2 separate regions of the Mus musculus genome follow, and region 1 is linked to region 2. The links are chromatin contacts, called in public promoter capture Hi-C maps. All regions are on one chromosome and are shown on one strand. Each heading gives the region's core, a stretch centred on a gene start, on an enhancer-like site or on the middle of the called end of the contact. The rest is flanking DNA. Distances are from core to core; before and after follow the strand shown. Region 1 overlaps Usp29 (ubiquitin specific peptidase 29). Region 2 overlaps Zfp28 (zinc finger protein 28).

What was found. Promoter capture Hi-C pulls out the DNA fragments that hold promoters and counts their contacts.
Region 1: a contact with region 2 is called in a promoter capture Hi-C map of cranial neural crest. The contact joins two enhancer-like sites. A contact is called at or near these places in 11 of 39 promoter capture datasets (the 3T3-L1 cell line, the C10 cell line, the HPC-7 cell line and 8 more), 5 of 115 datasets of contacts at active chromatin or transcription factors (the 230-238 cell line, bone marrow-derived macrophages, embryonic limb bud and 2 more) and 1 of 9 other capture datasets (adipose tissue).

Annotation. Positions count from the first base shown.
Region 1 is chr7:6,930,001-6,937,084 of GRCm38.p6, reverse strand. It overlaps Usp29 (ubiquitin specific peptidase 29), which reads right to left. Exons shown (of 8, transcript NM_001360502.1): 4 at 5,263-5,428; 5 at 4,402-4,485. Among named protein-coding and RNA genes, the nearest start is that of Zim3, 43 kb to the left of the region's middle. Within about 2 kb of position 3,189, at least 28 of the 459 cell types and tissues checked have an H3K27ac peak or open chromatin away from gene starts, as enhancers often do.
Region 2 is chr7:6,393,103-6,399,981 of GRCm38.p6, reverse strand. Zfp28 (zinc finger protein 28) reads right to left here. Exons shown (of 7, transcript NM_175247.3): 7 at 3,345-6,615. The coding sequence ends at 4,937. Among named protein-coding and RNA genes, the nearest start is that of Zfp28, 13 kb to the right of the region's middle. Within about 2 kb of position 1,296, at least 170 of the 459 cell types and tissues checked have an H3K27ac peak or open chromatin away from gene starts, as enhancers often do.

The DNA of each region.
Region 1 (7,084 bases), core at 1,940-4,439, 540 kb before region 2:
CTCTGGCTGCATCTCACACCGGCCTGTGTGTCATTGGGTGGAGGTTTTTTTTGGCTTCTGGGCTCCCATTTCTTCTTTTGCATGTTCTTTCGGACAGTGTAACAATTCAATTTAATGGTAATGTTACTTGGAAGTCACTAGGACAGATCTTAAATGTTCTCACCATGGAGAGGGGATGGTTTGTCAATAGTTTGATTGACACATATATCAGAGCATCCATGTTGTGTACTGTAAATATATATAATTCTTATAGTTCAACTTCACTTAAGAGTTGGAAGGAGGAATTTGAGGCCATCCTTAGCTACTTGTGGAATTCCAAACCAGCTTATCCCCGTAGCTAGATGTGGCGGCATGCCCATTTATGCCTAGTAATGAGAAAGCAGAGGCAGGTAGGTCTCTTTGAGTTCAAGGTCAGCCTGATTTACGTAATGGATTCAAGGCTAGCTAGGATTAGGTGGTAAGACCTTGTCTCAAAACAAAGCAAAAATCCAACCAAACCAAAAAAATAAAAAATAAAATAAAATCAAGCTATATGAGACCTTACCTCAAAAATGAAAATGAATCTAGAATGCAGCTTGTGGCTGCAGCACTTTCCTCTAAGCACAGGTTCTATGCTCAACTCCCAGTACTTGGGAAACAAAACCTAAGAATTAAAAAAGAACAAAAAACAAAAAACAAAAAAAACAAAAAAGTTCATTGAGTTTCTCCAATTCGGGCAATCCTGCCAAATACTGTGGATTTCAAACCCCATCTTCTAAGACTTTGTGTTCGAATGGCGAGCAAACTGCAGAGCAGAGATCAGGTGTGGATATTGGTACCAAACACTAAAGAAGTCTGCTCTGTGCCAAAGACACCGGGGCGACTCCCATGAAGATACAAGGTTGTTGGAAGAAGAAAGAAGCCACAAAATAGCTAACTGTGGGAGTACATCAGGAAAAAACAAACAAACAAACAGACAGACAAAACAAAGAGTTACAATTTGTGTGAACTGATCTGGAGAAGGTGTTTTGTTTTGTTTTGTTTTGTTTTGTTTTGTTTTGTTTTGTTTTGTTTCTGTGTAGCCCTGGCTGTCCTGGAACTCACTCTGTAGACCAGGCTGGCCTCAAACTCACAAAGAGTTGCCTGCCTCCCCCTCCCTTTGTTTCTTTTTTTGTTTGTTTGTTTGTTTGTTTTGTTTTGTTTTTTAGTTTTTCGAGACAGGGTTTCTTTGTATAGCCCTGGCTGCCCTGGAACTCACTTTGTAGACCAGGCTGGCCTCAAACTCAGAAATCTGCCTGTCTCTGCCTCCTAAGTGCTGGGATTAAAGGTGTGCACCACCACCACCCGGCTCTTGTTTGTTTTGTTTTTGCCAGATTTCATTCTGGATTTGATGTTGTAAGCAAGCGTGGACTTTGTAGAACCACATCTTTTCAAAATCCCAAATAGCCTTGGTGGTGGTGCTCACTGCACTCAGGAGGCAGAGGGAGGCAGATCTCAAGAGTTTGAGGCTAGCTGCATCTCCATAGTGATACTTTGTTTCAAGACAAGGACAACAACAAAAACATCTCCAACTCCTAAACCTAGTAATGGTGATAATGATTAAAAAAGAACTCAAAATTATAATATAAAATGCTTCTTTTTTAGTTAAAACTGTATCAAAGAAGTAAACTCCATAAACTATCCCACTAAACACTGATTTTTTTACCAGACACTGATAAACACTTCTTAAGAATTAAATTGCCAGGCATGGTGGCTCACACCTAGAAACTCCAGCCTTACAGGGCTGAGGTAAGAGGATCTTGAGAGTTCAAAGCCAACCTAGGCCACATCATTCCAGGCCAACCTTGGCTCCAAGTGAGACCCTCACCCTGTCTCACCCTCCCAACCCTCCCACCCTGAAGCAATAAAGCCTGCAAATTATAAAATTCAATGTTGTCAGCTCTCAAAATTTGGATGAAAATGAAGGATACAATCAAGGGGAAATTTGCAAGCCAGATGGCTCTTTAGACAGATGTGACTTTAAACAGACAGTCTCAGAAGACTGTCCACATTGTTTTATGTCTAAACGAGACCTTTTCCGTCCTTAATTACACAGGGAGGTATATAACTCCCGGAATGAAGCCTGGCCTTTAGCTCAGTGGAAAATTCCGCTGCTGATTTGAGAGTAGAGCTTTCTTTTGGCTGCCAGGGAAATGGTAAACACTCTGGCTGCCTTCTCTCCACAAGCCCAGGCTCTGTATTTGCACAGTGTAATTCACTAACGACCATGTTTTTCTCCTGTTCCTGCTGCTCCACTGTAACTTTGCCATATATCCCTCTGGTGGGCATAGTACCTTTAAAAATATTTTAGAATTACATTTATTGTTATCATGTAGTTTTAAAAATAATTTATGCATTTTAATTTTATGGTGTTTTGCCTACATGTATTTCTGTGTGAGGATGTCAGATCTTAGAGTTAGGGACAATTGTGAGCTGTCATGTAGGTGCTAGGAACTGAACCCCTCTTAGAAGGGCAGTCAGTGTTCTTAACCACTGACCCATCTCAACTGTGAGTTACCATGTGGGTGCTTAGAATTGAACCCGAGTCCTCTGGAAGGGCAGTCATTGCTCTTAACCAATGAGCCATCTCTCTAGTCCCCATTGTCTCTCTCTTTTTTTTTTTTTTTTTTTGGTTTTTCAGGACAGGGTTTCTCTGTGTAGCCCTGGATATCCTGGAACTCACTTTGTAGACCAGGCTGGCCTCGAACTCAGAAATCGGCCTGCCTCTGCCTCCCAAATGCTGGGATTAAAGGCATGCGCCACCACACCCAGAAAAAGTGGAACCATTTTTGGGTTTTTTGTTTGTTTGTTTGTTTGTTTTTTTGGGTTCAGCATCCTTAATCATCAGGGAAATGCAAATCAAAACAACCCTGAGATTCTACCTCACACCTCACCTCCTTCCTTCCTTCCTTCCTTCCTTCCTTTCTTTCTTTCTTTCTTTCTTTCTTTTCTTTTTTTTTTTTTTTTTTTTTTGGTTTGGTTGGTTTTTTTTGTTTTTGTTTTTGTTTTTGTTTTTGTTTTGTTTTGTTGTTGTTTCCAGACAGGGTTTCTCTGTATAGCCCTGGCTGTCCTGGAACTCACTTTGTAGACCAGGCTGGCCTTGAACTCAGAAATCTGGCTGCGTCTGCCTCCCGAGTGCTGGGATTAAAGGCGTGTGCCACCATGCCCAGCAGATTTGAGGTTTTGATCAATTTCCTTAACCCCCATCACCCCCAAACCCAGGCTGTGGTAGCTACCATTTGTCTGCTCCAATGAGTCCATGTTTTTAGATCCTGCCAGTAAGTGACATCATGTCACTGTATCTTGCTTATTTTACCTGGCTGTAAGATGTCCTTTAAATTCACCCAATTTGGAAATGGAGAAGGGTGCGGTTGGAAAAGTTGTATCTTTGGAAACTTTTCTTAGCACTTAAGTTTTTCCATATGGGAGACCTGAGTGGTCTCCTAAAAGTGTAAACGTGTCCCAGTGAAGGAAGCAGGAAGTTTGGGAGATGAAAATCTTCCTTAACTAAAGTCTAGACTCCAGGGCAGTCTGGGCTACCTGAGACAGTCTCAAAAACAAGTTAAAACTGCGGTCCCAGTGAAATGGGTCAACAGTAAAGTCGCTTGCAAGGAAGTGAGTCAACAGGTAAAGACGCTTGCCCTGAACAGTCAACAGTAAAGGCTCCTGCAGGGAAGTAGGTGAACAGGTAAAGACGCTAGCAGCTGAGACTAATGACTTCAGTTCAGCCCCTGGGATCCACACTGTGGAATGACAGAATGAACTCCCACAGGCTGTCCTCAGCCCTCCGCATGAGGCCAGGGCACTCATGCAGAACCCCTCCGTACACAGAAATGCACACAAAATGAAACAAAATGGAATAATTTCTTAAAAGCGTAAAAAAGTAACAAATCGTCTCGTTCTTTCTATAAAAATCCTACAGTCTTCGGTATTCCCCAAAACATGGAAAATAAAAAAGGCACACCCAGGGCTCAGATCTTGATTTTGACATTGTGTTCTACTCACAGGGGACCTGGAACTCTGTGGATAATTAGTCAACTGCAGGGCAGGGCAGGGAAACAGGAGACTAGAATGTCTCGTTGTGTCTGGAAAGCAGGGGGGGCTTTTCTTTTTCTCAAGTGTCAAGAAGCTTGCAAAGATCCAGAATCAGAATGTGAGCTGCTCGGGAGAAGACAGGTTCTGAAAGTAGCAAATTGTAAACAAGCCCTTAATTACGTTAAAACCCGCAAAATCAGCATGGAAGCAATTAAGGTGGGATAAGAGAAAACAGAGACTCAGAGAAGAATTCTAACAGAGATACATCCAGGAATGTGGGGCCAGAAAGCCATCATGTGTCATCTCGCATGCAATAACTAAGGAAACAGTAATCGGTGGTTACTGAACCTGGATTTGTGGGGCCAGTGAGGTGGCTCAGAGGATAAAGGAGCCTTCAGCCAAGTGTGACGATGTAAGTTCCACCTCCAAGACCTGCATAGTAGAAGAAAATAAAAAATTGACTCCTGCAAGTTGTCCTCTGGCCTCCACGTGTGGCCTATGGCATGTGCCTGTCCACTCATATTTACAAGTGTAAGATTTTTAAAAAGTAAAATGAGAATGCCATGCATGCATACAAATTATCTTGGTCATACTCATTCCCCAATGTAATTCCTCCAGATTTACCATCTACCCTACCCTTCCCTTTCAAACTTTATTTAAACATTTATGTGGGGGGTGGGGGGGGTAGATAGGTGGTTGTGCACAAGTGGGCAGGTGACCAAGGAAGGCAGAAGAGGACATTAAATCCCCTGGTGTTGGAGTTACAGGCAACTGTGAGTCCCCGCTACAGGTCTTGGGAATCACCCTTTGGTCCCCTGGAGGAGTGATTAGGATAATTTTACAGAGTGAGTAAGCTCTCTCCTTCCATCTTTACTCAAGGTCAGATTGAGCTCAGGCTAACAATGCTCTTGAGTCTTTCCTTCAGAGGCCTCTACCCTTTTAACAGCCCCTTGATTACAATATGTCCCACCCGTACCCTCATGGGTGTGAAGCCAAACACTGGAGAAAAATGTGTAAATAAATCTTTGTTGTGCGAAAGTAGAAAGAGAAACAATATTTACATGGGTAATTGACAATGGAAAATAGTAACTTCATCAACCAGGGGACAAGTTAGACAGTATCAAGGCCAATAGCTCCAGTGTTGGGTCAAAAAAAAAATATGTCATAAGCTTATTGTTTATTTATTTACTTACTTGCTTACTTGCTTACCTTTGAGATGAGGTTTTTCCTGTAGAGCTCTGGCTGTCCTGGAACTCACTCTGTAGACCAAGCTGGCCTTGAATTCAGAGATCTGTCTGCCTCTGGCTCCCAAGGGCTGGAGTTAAAGAAGTGAGCCACCACTTCTTGGCATGGCACAAATTTACAAAAGGATGAACTGAGAAAGAGACAAAGACACACATGCACCAAGATGAAAATCTTTGAGAGTTGGGAATCGTCAGACAGATCTAGGTTGACACTCTACAGACTACTCTGTATTCCTCAAAAAAATGTCAGCATCAAGCCTGGGGGACTGATGAAAGTGAATTCAGTGAATTCAAGACCAGCCAAGTCTGCAGAGTGGGACTTTTTCTTAAACAAACAACCCCTTCCCCCCAAAATTATGTCAATGTCTTTCTGGCTCTTTGAGATGCCTCGGCATGTAAAGTCACTTCCGGGGAAAGCCTGGTGGCCTGCAGTCAGTCCTCAGACTTTAGTGAAGGTAGAAGAAAAGAACTTATCTGTAAAGTCACATTCTGGCTGCTCTCCTCTGTTTTTTTAATGTAAATGTCAGTATTGGGAACCCGTAAGCCAGAAATCATTACAGGTTAAAGAAGCACAAGAAATGAAACAATGACACAGTATATCAGTGTATAACCTGATGTGACACAGAAAAAAAATTGACAGCCATAAATTGTTGGAGTACTTTATATGTGAATATGGACTGCATAGATTATAATGCTGTAAATATTAAATTTAGATTTGCTTTCTAAAATGATTTTTTAAAGCTGGGTAGTGGTGCACACCTTTAATCCCAGCACTCTGGGAGGCAGAGGCAGGTGGACCTCTGAATTCAAGGCCAGCTTGGGCTACAGAGTAAGTCTCAGGACAGCCAGGGCTACACAGAGAAACTCTGTCTCAAAAAACAAACAAACAAACAAATTTTTAAAAAATGTATGTGTCTGTGTGTACATAGTGTGTCTGAGTATGTGTGTGTGTGAGACTACAGAGGCCAGAAGAGAGCTTCCCCTGCAGGCAGTTGGAGGCAGTAACCCATACGGGAGTTTGGAACCAAACTCAAGTCCTCTTGAGTAGCCAGTCCTCAAGAGTAGCCAGTGCTCTTAATGGCTGAGCCATTTCTCTGGCCTCTTTTTTTCTGATTGATCGATCGATCGATTGATTGATTGATGATTGACTGATTGATGATTGACTGATTGATGATTGACTGACTGATTGATTGATTGATTGCTGATTGACTGATCGATGATTGATTGATTGATTGATGATTGACTGATCGATGATTGACTGATTGATCGATTGATTGATGATGGACTGATCGACGATTGATTGATGATGGACTGATCGACGATTGATTGATTGGTTGAGATCTGTGTGTCTCTGCCTCTTGAGTGCTGAGACTAAAGGCGTGAGACACTGTGCTAGGCTTTATTTATTTGTTTGTTTATTTTGAAACAGGGTCTGGTGTATTCTAGGCTTTCTTCAGGCTTATGTAGCCAAGGATGACTTTGAACTCCTGTCAAGTCTGGAGTTCTAGGCTTGGGTCTGAATGCCGCTGTAACCTGTTTTTTCTGGGCTGGGAATAGAACCCAGGTCTTTATGTAAGCTAGGCAAGTATTCTACTAACTGGGCTATATCTCCAATGCCAAATAAGTTTTAATATAGGAATTAGATAGGCACTGAATGTACACATGTACATAAATAAATATGTAAATCTTTTCAGGGGCTGGAGAGATGGCTCAATAGTTAAGAGCACTTACTGATCTATGTTCAATTTCCAGAATTTGTGTGCATGTGTGCTTTGAATGACATAGGC
Region 2 (6,879 bases), core at 47-2,546:
AAGACAGAACTCTTGATGTTACTTAACCATCTGGCACAGCTGTCAAAGGGTGTTAACAATCTCTACCTTGTACAGACCCTGCGGGGAGTTCATGACAGCAAGAAGAGTGGATGCTGCAGTCATCACTTGCTGACTCTGAATCCTGCCTCTTCTACTTCCTGGTGATTATTTGTCCCCTTTGTGCTTCAAAGTCCTCATCTGTTTAAAAAAAAAAAAAAAAGACTAAGTATTTCCTAATTTCACACTCTTCTATTAATACTCCCCAAAGGTCTTAGAGACCCAGCCTGTGTCTGTCACATAATAAGCACTCAATAAACATTAGCTGTTGTACCTCTGTCCAGGGAAGCAAGCATAGTGTGCTGGAATGAATGGAACACTCTAAGTGGCTCAGAGGACTGTGAACAGCAATTCTTCTCCCCTCCCTCTTTGTCACTAGGATGGGCGGTGAGAGAAAGGAAGCAAGGGAAAGGTGAATACATTCTTGCACAGAATCAAAGCTTGGAATCCCCTGACATTTCTAAATAGAGCTGTGAGCCTCCTCTCCAACCCAAAGTCTTAGTCTATCGAGACAGGACAAGGACCTGACAGGTGAAAAACGAAATGCTGGTATGCAGCACCCTAAAGGAATGTAGCAGAGCCCGGTTAAGTAGCTCTGGGCAAGTCAAGGTCCCTCCTGAACTTGGATCCATAGTATAAATCAGTGGCTTCCAAATCTTCAGACGAGTTTACCAGCACTGGAGACCACCGACACCCTCTAGACTTGGCACTGCAAATTACATCTTCCTCAAATCTCGACTTTTTGCTATTTTAGCCAGACCCAAACTATCTGTCATTTTTACCTAAGTAGTGATTGCTTCTAGAAGAGTCCTGAGCTCTATCTCTTCCAGAAAGGTCAAGCAAGAAATACTTCAGCTGCCTGCACACTGTCTCTGGATTCTGGAGTTTGACACCTGAAGCCACGCATCTGATAGTGAAAGAGTATCGCCTCAACCGCTTTCAAGTGTTTCACTCATTCCAGTACACACAACCATCCCTCTGCTGGGACTTGAAAGCAAGCCGGGTGGCACATGCCCCTTCCACCATGCATCCCGTTTCACACTTCCCCGCAGCCTCCTTCCAGACAGACCCACATCCCCACATTCACACAAAACACATGTGTCAGTTCCACGGATGCCAGACCACACTTGCGCCGACCAGGACACCAATCTTGGCAGTTTACCCAGGTCTAACTTCCATCCCACATCCACCAAGACTGGGCTGAAGTATCAGTGACTTCCGGTTTATACCGGAGGTGGGCGAGTGATCCCTCGCAATGGCACTTGGGAAATGTAGTCCTCGCTCGGCGAATCTAGATCAAGGTTTTCACAAGAGAATGACAAGAAGCCTCTTCAGTAGGTCAATTGGTCGCCACTCTTTCCCTAGTTGATGTCCCCCGTTTTAGAATACAGTCAATAGAAACCACACAGCCTCGTGTCTGAGTCTAGAAGAAGGGCGGACCATAGAACACCGGCTCAGAGGTGACTATCAGCTTGCGAAGATGAGGCCTGGATATAATTAAAATGAGAAGCTTTAAAGCCAAGGAGGCGGCTGTGGCTTCTGCAGTAGAAGACAGCTGAGGGCAGTGAGTGAGATTTAGAAGGCATCGGGGACACAGAGTAAAAGATAGGAGGAAAATACTTGATTATGATTTGTGTACTTGTGATTTCAATGCGTAACCCATTTCATGCTTTAGCTTCCTGACATAACCCACCCTAATCCCCAGGTCTACGAGGCTGAACATCCCAAGACTACACATCTTCACCCTATTCGGGGCTTTATTTTCGGTGACAAAAGTGTTTGACACATAGGAGCTTCAGAACAGATGATGACCCACCTGTCTCTTATGCTCCAGGCAGATGTTCACATAATTAAAGCATACTCTTAAAGTCACTACTAGCTGGGCATGGAAGCACAAACCTTTAATCCCAGCAATCAGGAGACAAAATTAGGCAGGCTGATCTCTGAGTTTCAGGTGAGCCTGGTCCACATAGTGTGAGTTCCAGGACAACCAGGGCTATGTAGAGATTCTGTCTCAAAAAAGAAACAAATATACAAACAAAAGTCATTACTACTATTAATGTAAAGTTGTTTAAATTCATAGAAACACCTCCAGTGTTGTTAATTTTCTTGTTACTTGGCAAAGATGTTGGATGTGGAAATTTGAGCCTCCAGATGGCAGCTCCCCTCTCCCTCTCCTCCCCCTCCCTCTCTTGCTGCCTGACTACTTTAAGCAAAAGGACTGTCAGTCAAAACAGCCAAATAGACTACCTTTATGTAAACATGGGCATACCTTGAGTGTGCAACTATAGTAGCTGACTTTCCCCTAAAAGCGCAGACACACCAGGGATGTTCTGAACAGTCCATGTACCATAAGCCCCAGTAAACTCCAAACTTCAGCTTCTTAAGCTGCCTAGCTGACCATAAACACTGAAGAAGATGCAAACAACAGTAAGCTTCTGAATGTACAACTAAAAATTCAGATTTCAACATGTATGAGGTCTTTCTGGTAGCAATCTCCCATGTCGCATTACACAGTTCCATTGCAGCCTTGGCTCTGAATACCTAACGTGTACTTTGTTCTATGGATGCTGCTACACCACACGGTGCCAACATCAACTGAGACTTGAGATGTGTATGCTATGAACTGCAGTGTCTATACTACAGATACAAGGCTTGCTGTTCTCACAGTAACAAAGTGAAAGGAGACTGAACTTTTGCCTCCTGTCATTCATTAGCATGTATTAAATAAGAATATCTTTAGATTAAATTAGCATATTTAATTTTTTTAAATTCCTGTGCTGAGTTGCTCTCCTGAGGATCTAGTGCTCTCCTGGCCTCTGAGGGTACACAACACAAATACACGTGGTTCTCTCCCCCCCCCCTCTCTCTCTCTCTCACACACACACACACACACACACACACACACGCCTCTGAGGGTACACAAATACACGTGGTTCTCTCCCTCTCTCCCCCCCCCCTCTCTCACACACACACACACACACACACACACACACACACAAAACCATGCCTGGTGGTGCATACCTTTAATCACAGTACTTGGGAGGCAGAGACAGTGAATTCAAAGATAGCCTAGTCTACATAGCAAGTTCCAGGACAGCCAAGACTACAAAGAAAGACCCTGCCTCGAAATAAATCGATCAATAAACAAATAAACAGATCTTTCTAAAAAACTAATCCTTTATGTTTTTGCCTAATTGTTTCCTGAAGTTGGCCACATATCTTTCATGAGACTCTGTTTTTGGAAAGATAACTTATAAACATTTTAATAATACTTCTACATATACTTCTCTTTTATAGACTTTATTTCATTTAATATTTTCATCTCTTCATAAATTGATTTATAAGCTGTATTTTAAATATCTACTGTATGTGTTTGGGGTACGCATGTGATAGCACTTGTGTGAAGTTTGGAGGACTCTCCTGAATTAGTTCTCTCCTTCTACCACCTGAATTGCAAGGATTAAATTCGGGTCATCAGGATTGGCAAGAGGTACCTTTACCTGCTGAGTCATTGCATTGGCCTAATATTCTTGGGGGTTTTGTTGTTGTATGGCTTGTTTGGTTTAGTTTGTTTTTTGGTCAGGGCTTATTATTGCGGTGGGAGGGGTTAGAAACCTTTGTACACTCTCCTCTACTCTTCAGCTCTAAGTATTTGTGTCTCTATAGGGTCAGAAAGTCTCCAGTGCAGCTACTCAATTCTGCCACTGTAAACAACTAACCAAAGGGTTTGGTAAACCAGTGCCTGGGTGTGGCTCAATAAAACTCTATTTACAAAAACAGGACAACTGTTTTTGCACAGTTAAGCAAACATTCTCCATAAAGAGTCAGGTATTGTCTTTTTTTCCTCTCTGAGTCAAATGGTCTTCATCACAGGACAACTTTCCCTTTGTAGACAGAAGCACCACAAAAAGTATGTAAGTAAACTTGTGCCTTCATGCCAATACTTCACTGAGATGTAAATTTCACATAATTATGTTGAAAATATTCGTCCAATTTAAAACCACATAAACATATCTTCATAAATTTAAATTATGGGCCCTCCAAAAGGAATCAGTGAGAGTCTGACTGCAAGTTAGTTTGCTGCCCTCTACTGTAGCTCAGTTTACCCCAGAGTTAACACTTCTTTAGAAGTTTACCAAGAATGCATTCACAAACCCGTGACTTTCTATAGATCAAATCCTTCAGTTTTATTTGTTGGGAGATTTAACTTCCTGGGTATAAAACCTTGCATTTTCCCAATTATTTTGATTGATTTGTTCCAAGTAGCCTACATACACTTAGGCTGACTATCCTTTAAGGCTATTGCCAAGTGTACAGTGTAAGCTCCTCACTAAGAGCGCTTACCTTATAATCATGCAGTTCAAATCCAAAGCCATGATACAGTTCAGCACTATAGGATCAGCTGTTTTGTTTTGATTTTGAGATAGGGTCTCACTAAGTTGCCTAGAGCTGGCCTTGAATCCATGAACTCTAGGATTGCAGGTGAGCGCACCATACCCTTGGCTTAGAACCAAGTTTTCAAGAAAAAGAAGGAAGCCTCATCACCAACTCAGAGAACTCCCTTCCTGCTCTAAACGCTGGTTGCGCCGAGCCTCATTCTATTGCATTGTTTCCATCAGAGCTGATTAGAATGCATTTTCCACTTTCAAAAGACCCAAGTTTGCTGAGTACTTGGTATGAATCGGGCACTGTGCTAAACACATCTCAGGCATTAACCAGTGAATATAAGCTTTATATGAGCAAATTAATTACATTTACACTCCAAAAATAATCCAACCTGGTTGTAACATGAAGGACTCATAAGGGACAAGAATGAACAAAGGGAGAGAGAGACGAGCTGGTAAACGAGCGTGGTGGAAATGTCGAGGCTCTGAGGTTATGATGATGGCAGTGAGGATGGATTCCAGACGAATTTGGAGAAGAGATCCACAGGATTCGATGTGGAAGGCAAAGAGTGGTGAGCAGGTGACTTTCCGGAATGAATCTGCTGATGGTGAGCAAAGTGTGCAGTCTGCCTGAAGGCCCTCCTGCCCTTCTTGTAGTTGTACGTTCTCTCCCCGGTATGGACTCTCTTATGTTGGTTAAGGTGTCCAATCTGGATGAAGGTTTTCCGACATTCCTTACATTCATACGGTTTCTTCCCCGAATGAATTCTCTGATGTACACTAAGGGACTGCCGGTGGCTAAAGGCTTTACCACATGCACTGCACTCATAAGGTTTCTCTCCCGTGTGACATCTACGATGACAGATAAGGGACGACTTGGTCTTGAATGTCTTCCCACACTCCACACACTCGTAAGGCCTCTGGCCGGTGTGAAGTCTCCGATGTTGAGTACAGGATGAGTTATCACCAAAGGCCTTCCCACATTCCAGGCATTTATAGGGCTTCTCTCCAGTATGAACCCTCTGGTGTTGAATGAGGTGAGTGGTCTGGCTGAAGGCCTTGCCACATTCCTTGCACTCGTATGGCTTCTCCCCCGTATGAGTCTTCTGATGTTGTGCAAGGTGAGCCTTCTGTGTAAATGCTTTCCTACAAACCTTACATTCGTAAGGCTTCTCTCCTGTATGAATTCTCTGATGCGTGGCAAGCTGTGAGCTGATGCTGAAAGATTTCCCACATTCCCCACACTCAAAGGGCTTCTCCCCGGTATGGATCCTCCAGTGACTAGCAAGGTGTATATTCTGCCTAAAAGCTTTCCCACACTCTTTACATTTAAAAGGCTTTTCTCCAGAATGCACTCGTTGATGCTGAGTGAGGGATGCATGGTGGCTGAAGGCTTTTCTGCAAATCTCACACTCGTACGGTTTCTCTCCAGTATGAATCCTTTGGTGCACAGTGAGGGATGAGCCGTACCTAAAGGATTTGTGACACACTTCACACGTGTATGGTTTCTCTCCAGTGTGAATCCTCCTGTGTTGATTAAGCCCTATGTGGTCACTGAAGGCTTTCCCACAGTCGATGCAATCGAAGGGTTTCTCCCCAGTGTGATAGTACCTCCAGTGACGAACGAGCGAGGTGTTCTGTATGAAAGCTTTGCCACACTCCGGGCACTCGTACGGCTTCTTGCCTGTATGGCACCTCTGGTGCCGTGCGAAGGAGGACCCGTCACTGAAGGCCTTCCCACACTGATTGCATTTATAGGGCTTCTCTCCAGTATGAATTCTCTGGTGAACGGTAAGGGAGGAGCTCTGGGTGAAAGTTTTCTTACATTCATTACATTGGAAAAGTTTTTTTCCTGAACAGATTCCGGTTTCCTTTACAACTACTGGATTTGAGGAGAAACTTTTACCTGAGTCACAGTTATGACTTCTCTCGTCTGAACTGTTCAAATGAAACCATCTTCCAGATTCGATACACATACCATCTCTCCCCTCTGAGAAGGCTCTGTTCGGAGTGACTGTCTCTTGCTCATTCCTTTCAAACGTACACTCAGAATCCTGATCTCTGAAAGTGGAGCACTCAAGTTTAGTGCTCCAAGTTCTGCCTGTTACCCGTTCAGCATGTGAGTCCTGCCTTGGAAGCAGATCCTGGGCTTCCTGTACAGACTGCTGGCCTGAAATAGACCAAGAAAACACATCTCCTTTATTATGTATCAAGAGGAAGATATCTGCTTCCATCTGCTTGAAATATAACCTCTGTCTGCCCTGTCTTGCTGGCACGAAGGAGCCACTCGGAATAACATTTTTGTTTCCCTGCAATACTTGAGTCAAAAATTCCAAACTTGACACTACACAGAGAGAGAAAGAGAGACAGAGAGAGTCAGAGAGGGAGACACACACACACACACACAGAGAGAGAGAGAGAGAGAGAGAGAGAG